Linked DNA regions of Pan troglodytes: region 2 is linked to region 1. A link is a contact called in public Hi-C data. All regions are on one chromosome and are shown on one strand. The core of a region is the stretch at or near the end of the contact, and the rest is flanking DNA. Distances in the headings are between cores, read along the strand shown.

Region 1 (3,958 bases), core at 985-3,484:
CAACAGTATGAATTTTGGTAAGATAATTATTCTTTGGATAAGTAGATGATTTTATCCCTCACCACTTCCATTTTAGTTATTATATTACTATTTCTGTATTTAGCACTGAAGTTTGTCTTAAAATTTCTTTACAATACATTTTCTATAACTACATTGTCAAGTACACAAAAGGTTATTTTCCACATTTTTACCTCACGTAAAAGTGTGAAGATCTGCACAGGAAATTAATCGATTTTAATTGTTTTTAATGGCAAGCTTATTAAAATAGGTTGTAATTAATAAATTGAAAGACTTGCATAAATTTCTTTGTCCAAAGCTGAATGGAGAGTATTCAGTCTTGTGTTTTCTTTTCTTTCTTTTCTCCCCCTTCCTGATCTTTTTGTTGTGAAGGGGTCACGTAAGGACGTCCGTGGAAGAGCTCCGTGCGCCATCTACTGACGGAATCTAAATGTCCAGTATTTGGAGATTGGGAGTAACTACATTGGGTTGTTAGAGCATTCTTTGAGGAAGGAGGGGTACTGGGAAAATACCCTTTCAGACTCTATGGCTTATTAGTGATTGCTGGAATAAATCTGAATTCAGCAAACACATAATTCAAAAAAGAGACCTCTATCTGTTGTGCGGGTACAAGTTTTGGAGACAATCTCAAGAGAGTCCGGTGGCTGGCGCCGGAAGAAGTTAAACCCTGAAATGAACTCAAACGGGGAATGGGATTGTTGTTTTTTGCCTGTGTCCTGAGCTACACTCGCTGTTAATGGTTACTTCTTAATAAGAAATGGCTTTACTAATGGCATATCCAGATAACCTTTAGTTTCCAATATTATTTTACAAAGGACTGCTCTCAAATTTGATTATTTTATCAAAAGTTTAATAATGCACAGCAAATAGGTCCCCCCTTCACGTAGATACTACCCACACAGCTTGTCTCTGCGAATATAAACGTAGTCCTTGTACACACATACAGACACAGCGACGCATATACCTACAGGATGATATGCAGTTATGTATATGTGTGTCAGTTGACAAATCTAAGCCCTTGGATTTAGATTAAAATGTTTCTACCTTCAGTCGTTTGCTCCATTCTATGCTAAATCCTGTAGAAGGCTGGGAAGAACTGGGGACCTCAAGCCAAAGAAGTTTCTTGATTATAACTGACAGGCAGCGGAATATCAGTTTTAGGGAATCAAAAGTTGAGTTGGAAGGCCGCTGGTTTGGAAACTAAGGTTGTTTCCAAGTGGTCCGATCTGATTCCCAGGATCTTTTTGAGAGCTGCTGGGAGAACTGAAAATTAACAGCGAGGACACAGGACGCCCTAGGTAACGTCCGCCCCGCTATTCTGCTCTCCTCAATTCAAGGGCCGAGACAACTTGCTTTTGTGGAAAAGGGAAGAAAAGGGAAAAGAGGAAAGCAAGGAAGTTCAGTCAGAAAGAGGAAGAGGGACAAAGAGGAAAGAAAGGGACAAAGAGGAAAGAAAGGGACAAAGAGGAAAGAAAGAGGGACAAAGAGGAAAGGCATGGAGAAGAGAAGGAAAAATCAAGGTTCAGCAAGAAGTTGGAAGGCGAGGGAAAAAGGGGAGTAAAGAGAAGGCAAAAGAGGTCTAAGGGCTAGGAAGATGCAAGGATCTTTTTTTAACGAACCAAAGTCACATCCATCTTTCACTTTCAAATCAATCGTCTAGATCTTATCCGTTTCCTTTTTAAAGGTTATCTGCGTTTCTAAAGGAAGCCAGTAGTTGATACTCCTCTCCGCGCCCCACGCGTGGCCGCGCTGTTCTATCTCCGGCCACTGAGATCAAATACAACGCGAGTGAGAACATTTGCAGAGGCGCGACTCTGGGAACACTCCTGCGACTGGTTGTCACCCGGGAGTCTAACCGGATTAATACCCAGAGATGGATTACGCTGGTTGTCACCAATACGCCTAAAGATTATAATCCAATTTACGCACATTACAGTCAGTATTAACTTTATCTGCTATTTTAAGACTCCCGGTTGCCCCGCGCGTCCTCAGAGGACAATCCTCCACGTTCTGATGCAACTCAGTAGGCTGTCAGGAGGGGAAGCCTCCCGAAGAAAACAACTCCAAACCTGGTCCCCGAGGGTCTCTACCCGGCACTCCCAGGTGTCTTGCTTTCACCTGGGCACCGCTTTATGAAGCTTCCCAGCCGGGGATTACCAAAGCGGAAGGCGTTCCCTTGCAAGGAAATAGCATCCTTGTTTCTCCCTTGTTCATTTCATTTTCAAATTTTCGGTGGCGGTGGCAGAAGGGCGGGGAGTGACGGTGGCGGGCGGGTGCCTGTGAGTGGATGGGGCAGGGGGCCAGGGGATCGTTGCGGGTTAGAACAGCCTCAGTGATTGCTATTTTCATGCTCGTTTTTTGCAGGATGGCATTTCTCTCGCTCTCTTTAAGTAAGTTTGTTTGGGTGTGAGTTCTTGTCTTTTCAGCACAAAACCACAGAAATACGTGGTGGAAAGTAAAAGAAAGCCCACTCCCTCCTCCCCGTGCGTACTAGCTAAGGACTTGATTTAACGCCCCCTCTCCGGCTGCTGGGGGCTCTAAGCAGTGGCTACATTCCAGCAGTTTTAATCCGTTTTTTATTGTAGGGCGAGCGAGTTTACACAGGGGCTGGGATGGCTCCCCAGCTGGCCGCTCTCCCCACTCCAGCGTCCCCTCCCTGCCACCCCCCCAGCAGGAACCTGTTACTTTAAGCGAGGCTTTCCAGTGTGGCGCTGCGGGCCGCCGGGGTTTCGGGAGGTGGCAGGTGATTGGCTCTTTCGAGCTCCCCCTGGCTCGCTCGCTCTGCCTCCCCGCGCGCTCCGCCCCGCCCGCAAGCCCTCCCTCCGCCCTGTGAGGCTCGGAGCCCGGGTGTCAGGCGCCACGGCGCATGCTCCGGAATCATCTTCTTTACCCTGGAGCTGCTGCTGCTGCTGCTGCTTTTGCTTTTGGGGCTGAGTTTAATAAGCGAGCGAGCAAGCGAGCAAGCGAGCGCGGGGGGAAAAAGGCAGAGAATGTCCGCCATCTACCCTCCGCTCCTGGGCGCGCTCTCATTCATAGCAGCCTCTTCATGAATTACAGCTGAGGGGGGGCGGAGGAGGGGGGGGGTACCACACAACACCCCAGCAAACCTCCGGGCCCCCAGGCATGGCTAGCTCGGTAAGTACGCGCAAAAATAATAATAAAAGCCCTCCCCCACTTTCCTTCCTCGCCCTGCGCCGCCGCAGCCCAGACAGCGCCAGCGCTCCGCGGTTCCAATTAGAGAAAGGTTGGTACGGCTTGCAGGGAGCTGCCGCCTCTCCCTCAGCCTCCGCTCCCCTCCTCCCCCACCCCCCCGGCGCGCGCACACACACACAGACACACACACACTCACACACGCTCACACTCGCCCCTCCACCCCCCGCGCCTCCCTCCCTCCTCGCCTCTTTGCAGTCACAAGAAGCGCACTCACACACTCCCTCTCGCTCACACACACGCGCGCACACACACACACACACACACACACACGGTGGAAGGAGGCGAATAATAACTCAGCCATATTTCAGCCGCCGCCGCCGGGAGCTGCGGGCACAGTCCGGGGACGCGGCGAGCAGCCTCGGCGGCCGCACCTCCGCAAAGCGCCGCGGCCGCTACGATGGTGCGTTCTCCGCGGCGCGCGTGTGTGAGCCGAAGTGTGCGGGGCTGACAGCGGCGGGGCCGCACGCAACTTTGCCCCAGCGCCGGGAGGTGCTGAGCGCGAGCCGAGGCTCGGCGGCTGTCCGCCCGCCGCCCTGCCTTTCTGAATTTCATTTTTTGGGGGGAGGTGGGAGATACTTTGGAGCCACTTGGGCTTTTGAAAGTGTGTTGCGGGGGCTCGGTTCGACTGGCCTCGCCGATCGCGTGGGGCTTTTCGCTGGGGGGTGCAGGGTGCTCTAAGTTATGGATGCCTCGGCGTGTTTTCCTGCGGGCGTGTGTGTGTGTTTCA
Region 2 (3,958 bases), core at 449-2,948, 260 kb after region 1:
CTGGGCAGCCACTCAGTAACTTGAGGCGGGTCACTGACACCCGGAGCTTTTGTTCCTGCCACTGCAACTTCAGAAGAAAGAAACTAGGATTTCAATGTATTTTGGCCTTCTGTGCTGTAGCACTTACGGAATGTGTGGGGTGGGACTTCAGCGTCCAAATGTTCTATTTTCTGCTTTGAAGAAAAGGTGGCAGAACTCTCTAAACCTAGTTAGCAAAGTTCTATTGCAAATACAGCGTCCTCAAGTCACTTCAACACCCAGAGTACAGGAGTTGGAGGAGGGGATCGTGGGAGGCAGCGGGATATGATGGGAACAAAATTCAGTTCTGTAATGCACAAGTCAAGCAGGCAGGCACTTTTTTTTTCTTTTTTTCTTGCCTGAAATCTCAGCGGATTGTCTCTGCATGCCCAGCCCAGTATCTGAGTTGGCGAGGAGTGCCATCTACTGACCTACTTACTCCTAGGTCTCAGCGCTGATTTTTCCCTTGAGATCTCACTTCCAACAACAATGGAGGAGGAAATTCTGAATGTAGTGGAGTATTTGGTTTCCTTTACAGTGGAGCATGTTAAAAACGATTGCCTTGCCCTGCTAATAAGTAGTTTCCTTGTGTTGCCAAAAGTATTGTATTTTAAGTTAGCCTGGTCAAATTAGTCATTTGGTTATCTTCATATTAAAAATGATGAAAAAAAGCATGATTGTCAGGAAAGACTGTTAAAAGGACACTTTTTACTCGTGCATTATTCTCAATTAAAATAAAAATATGCCCCTTCAGGAGTATTTGGTCTTTTCCAGGATGTCATGTTCCTATCCTCATCCAGTAAAATGTTTATTAGTAATAAAAAATGTTAAAGCTGAATGGGAATCTGGGTGTTATCTTGTTCATCGCTCCCATTTCATCCTTTGCAGTCCAAAAATATTAAATAATAAGGCTGGGACTTGAACTTGGGCTTCTGAGCCTAATCAGTGTTCTTGCCACTACAGATTAAAAGTGGACTCATTCTTAAAATCTTTATGTTACGGAATGTGGTAAACTTGTGGACAGAACTGTTACTAAGTTAGGGCACAGAATGGGTAAAGAGAACAGTAGGAATATAAAACCTCTTAAGATAAATTAGGTCCTTTATTTGGCATTTTCCTCCTTTAATATTAGTCTCCAATTATAACAACTCACTTCATAATGAGTTATAATGAAAAAGACAAATTACTTTGCTTTTTGTGTTTATACACATGTGTAAGCACTCATCATTTATAAATTTAGTGGTTTCAAGCTTTTTCAAGTGAGGGCCATTTAAAAATACTTCCCTTTTAATCCTCAGTTTTGAAGATGCTGTCAAAGAAATCAGCTGCATTTATTAAATAATAATTTGCTTCTCCTTTTTATTAAGTAGAAACATAGCTTCCCACCAAAGCTTCTATACAGTATGTAAAGCTATTCATAACTTAAGTTGTAATCAGTCCAGATAAAAGGAAAAGCACTTGGCGTTTTACCAAGGGTAAACACATCATTTCTTAAAACACAGAAGATTGTCGGCCATCTTCATTTCCAAAGCTGTATCAGTTTTGTGCATATGAGTAATTTTAGAATGTGAAAGTTAGGTACTAAAAAGGGCGTTTGAGTATTTGTTTTTATCATCCCTAGCATACTGAGCACTAGTAGTCATGCTGAAACAGCAGAATGAATAGGAAAAAAATTCTTGCCAGAGGGAACTATAATCTCAGTATAACTCAGCTGCTATACATATGGTGAGAGTGTTGTCGCAAAAGAGAAGCAGCCTTGGAAGCTTAGATCAATTTCCTTATCATCAACTGTGGTTTTTTTTTTTTTTTTTTAGTTCTACTTTTCTGACTCAGCATTTCAGATCTAAGTAATTCATTTTCCAAGGAAAATAAGATTAGAGAGAAGAAGGAAAATGTATAGAAAAGAAATGCTATTTGGAAAGCAAATGTTACTGTACATTTCATTCAGTGGATGCCTTTGTTTATGTGGCTGGTTAGCTAAGAGATGCTTGAAATAAAATTTAACACAGCGTTCTCTTTGATCCCTAGATTCTTGAAGTGAAAAGTCCAATAAAGCAAAGCAAATCAGATAAGCAAATAAAGAATGGTGAATGTGACAAGGTAGGTTTCCAGTCTGTTACTAGGAGGGCTCCAACACTGACAAGCCTTCTGTTTCTTTGTGTTCCCCTTGATCATCCTTGCTGATTCTCCTTTCATTTTCTTCATCAAAGTGCCCAAGATGCCCAAATGATGAGTATTTCATCCCAGTGCTTTGTAGTTTGTTTTCCATGTGTTGTTTATATCTTCAGTATTAAGCTTGGCCTTATGCTGTCATTTGCCATGATGCCTACATTGCCAAGGGATTTCAGGCACATTGAATTGGGAATTAAGAGAATTGTGGTAGAGATAGAATATTAAGGAATCTCAGACGTAGATGAGCAAGACATCTGATGCTAGTGCAGTGTGCTTTCCCAGAGTGTGCATCATGCTTCTGAAATCTGACTACAACACCTGATGGGGTTAAGTTACCTGGTTTGGGCAGAGCCCTAACCCTGCTCTGTAGGGCCAGGGCAGACCTCTGTAATGCTTCACAAATCTTTCATTTGCCTTTATCGCAAATGGTGCTGGGGGCACCCATGCAGTTACACTAACACAGACTCGTGAGTCTGAGCATATGAAAAGAGAGGTACCCCCTCTCCCCTTTCAGGGGAGCTCTTCACAAATCAGATGATAATTAGATAGTGATCCCTGTTTTTCATAATACATTCTTGTGTTCTTCTGTCACTTGCTGGCATTGCTTACTAGCAATGTTTGGTATGACCAGGAAGCCTTTTTAAAACAAAAACAAAACAAACAGGAAAAACCCCACAAAATTCCCCTGACTTAATTGGTAATGTACATTCTTGTTTCCATGTTCAAACTTAGAATTTTTTTCTCTTAGAAACCTTCTGAGATTCAAGAATAAAAAAAAATGAAAGTAGCCTTTGTTAATATGTTTAAACTCACAATTTAGCATTTAATTTCCCTACCTTTTGTAGAGATATTGTTGGAGGAAAGTGAGTCTACTGACTTGAATCTTCATAAGAGCAATTAAGTCCAAGAATTCACTCCAACTCCCTTTTTGAAGTTGGTGTGATAAAGGTAATGACTGGTCCGAGACAGCCTTGGTCTGCAGAGGCCTTTGGGCACTGAGTGCACACAGCCTGGGCTAGAGTGGTGTAATGAGAAACCTCCAGCTGCTGTTGCCTGTGTGTTCTTACTTACATATTCATTTATTTTTGAACTACTTCTTAAAGTGCTTGTCCTTTTCGGGGACATTCTTCTCTTTCAGGCATACCTAGATGAACTGGTAGAGCTTCACAGAAGGTTAATGACACTGAGAGAAAGACACATTCTGCAGCAGGTGAGAAATGCTTTTTAGCACAACCCTTTCCAGAAACTTCAAGACTTGGTTTGTCCTGCAGTAGCGTGATAGCACCTGGAGGCCACTGCAGCCCCACGCTATCGGAACCTGGCGAATGCCACCTGTAGATGTATTTGGGAAGGGTTCTCATTTCTGAGGCCACCTAGAAGTCTGCTCTGGAGCTCTATGGCAACTGTTCTCCCTCCTCTAGTGCAGTGGATGGTGAGAACTGGGCAATTTGGGAAGTGATACTGGATTGTAGTGATCCCTCAGATGGCTGGTGTAATGTGGGCTCAGGGAGGGGACAGTAGAAATGCAAAAAGCTTTGGGGCCAGGCTTCTGGTTTCATGGGAAAACAGTGATAAGAATTTGAGTCAAGTGTTGTAAACATTTGTGATTCAATTTAGTAACCTTTGCCAATGATATTCTAAGGAAAATAAATATTTTCTTCATTTCCCTTATCTTGTATGACATACATTCTATTATTATGAACTCAACTGTGGAATACTTGTAGTGGAATACTTGTAGAGTGGGGAAACTTCTATAGTATAATTTGAT

The links. A called contact is a pair of places that touch in the nucleus more often than the background predicts.
Region 2: a Hi-C map of a lymphoblastoid cell line shows a contact between it and region 1, with 4 times the contacts expected there. The contact joins the enhancer-like site here to the promoter of MLLT3 in region 1. A contact is called at or near these places in 3 of 7 Hi-C or Micro-C datasets (blood, a lymphoblastoid cell line and stem cell-derived neural progenitor cells), 1 of 1 datasets of contacts at active chromatin or transcription factors (stem cell-derived excitatory neurons) and 1 of 1 other capture datasets (stem cell-derived neural stem cells).

Annotation. Positions count from the first base shown.
Region 1 is chr11:95,286,425-95,290,382 of NHGRI_mPanTro3-v2.0_pri, forward strand. It overlaps MLLT3 (MLLT3 super elongation complex subunit), which reads left to right and starts at 2,235. Exons shown (of 9, transcript XM_016960675.4): 1 at 2,235-3,153. The coding sequence starts at 3,142.
Region 2 is chr11:95,551,618-95,555,575 of NHGRI_mPanTro3-v2.0_pri, forward strand. The region is part of intron 8 of MLLT3 (MLLT3 super elongation complex subunit); the gene reads left to right. Among named protein-coding and RNA genes, the nearest start is that of MLLT3, 260 kb to the left of the region's middle. Within about 2 kb of position 1,699, at least 3 of the 24 cell types and tissues checked have an H3K27ac peak or open chromatin away from gene starts, as enhancers often do. A contact at or near this core is called in a lymphoblastoid cell line, where this site is marked.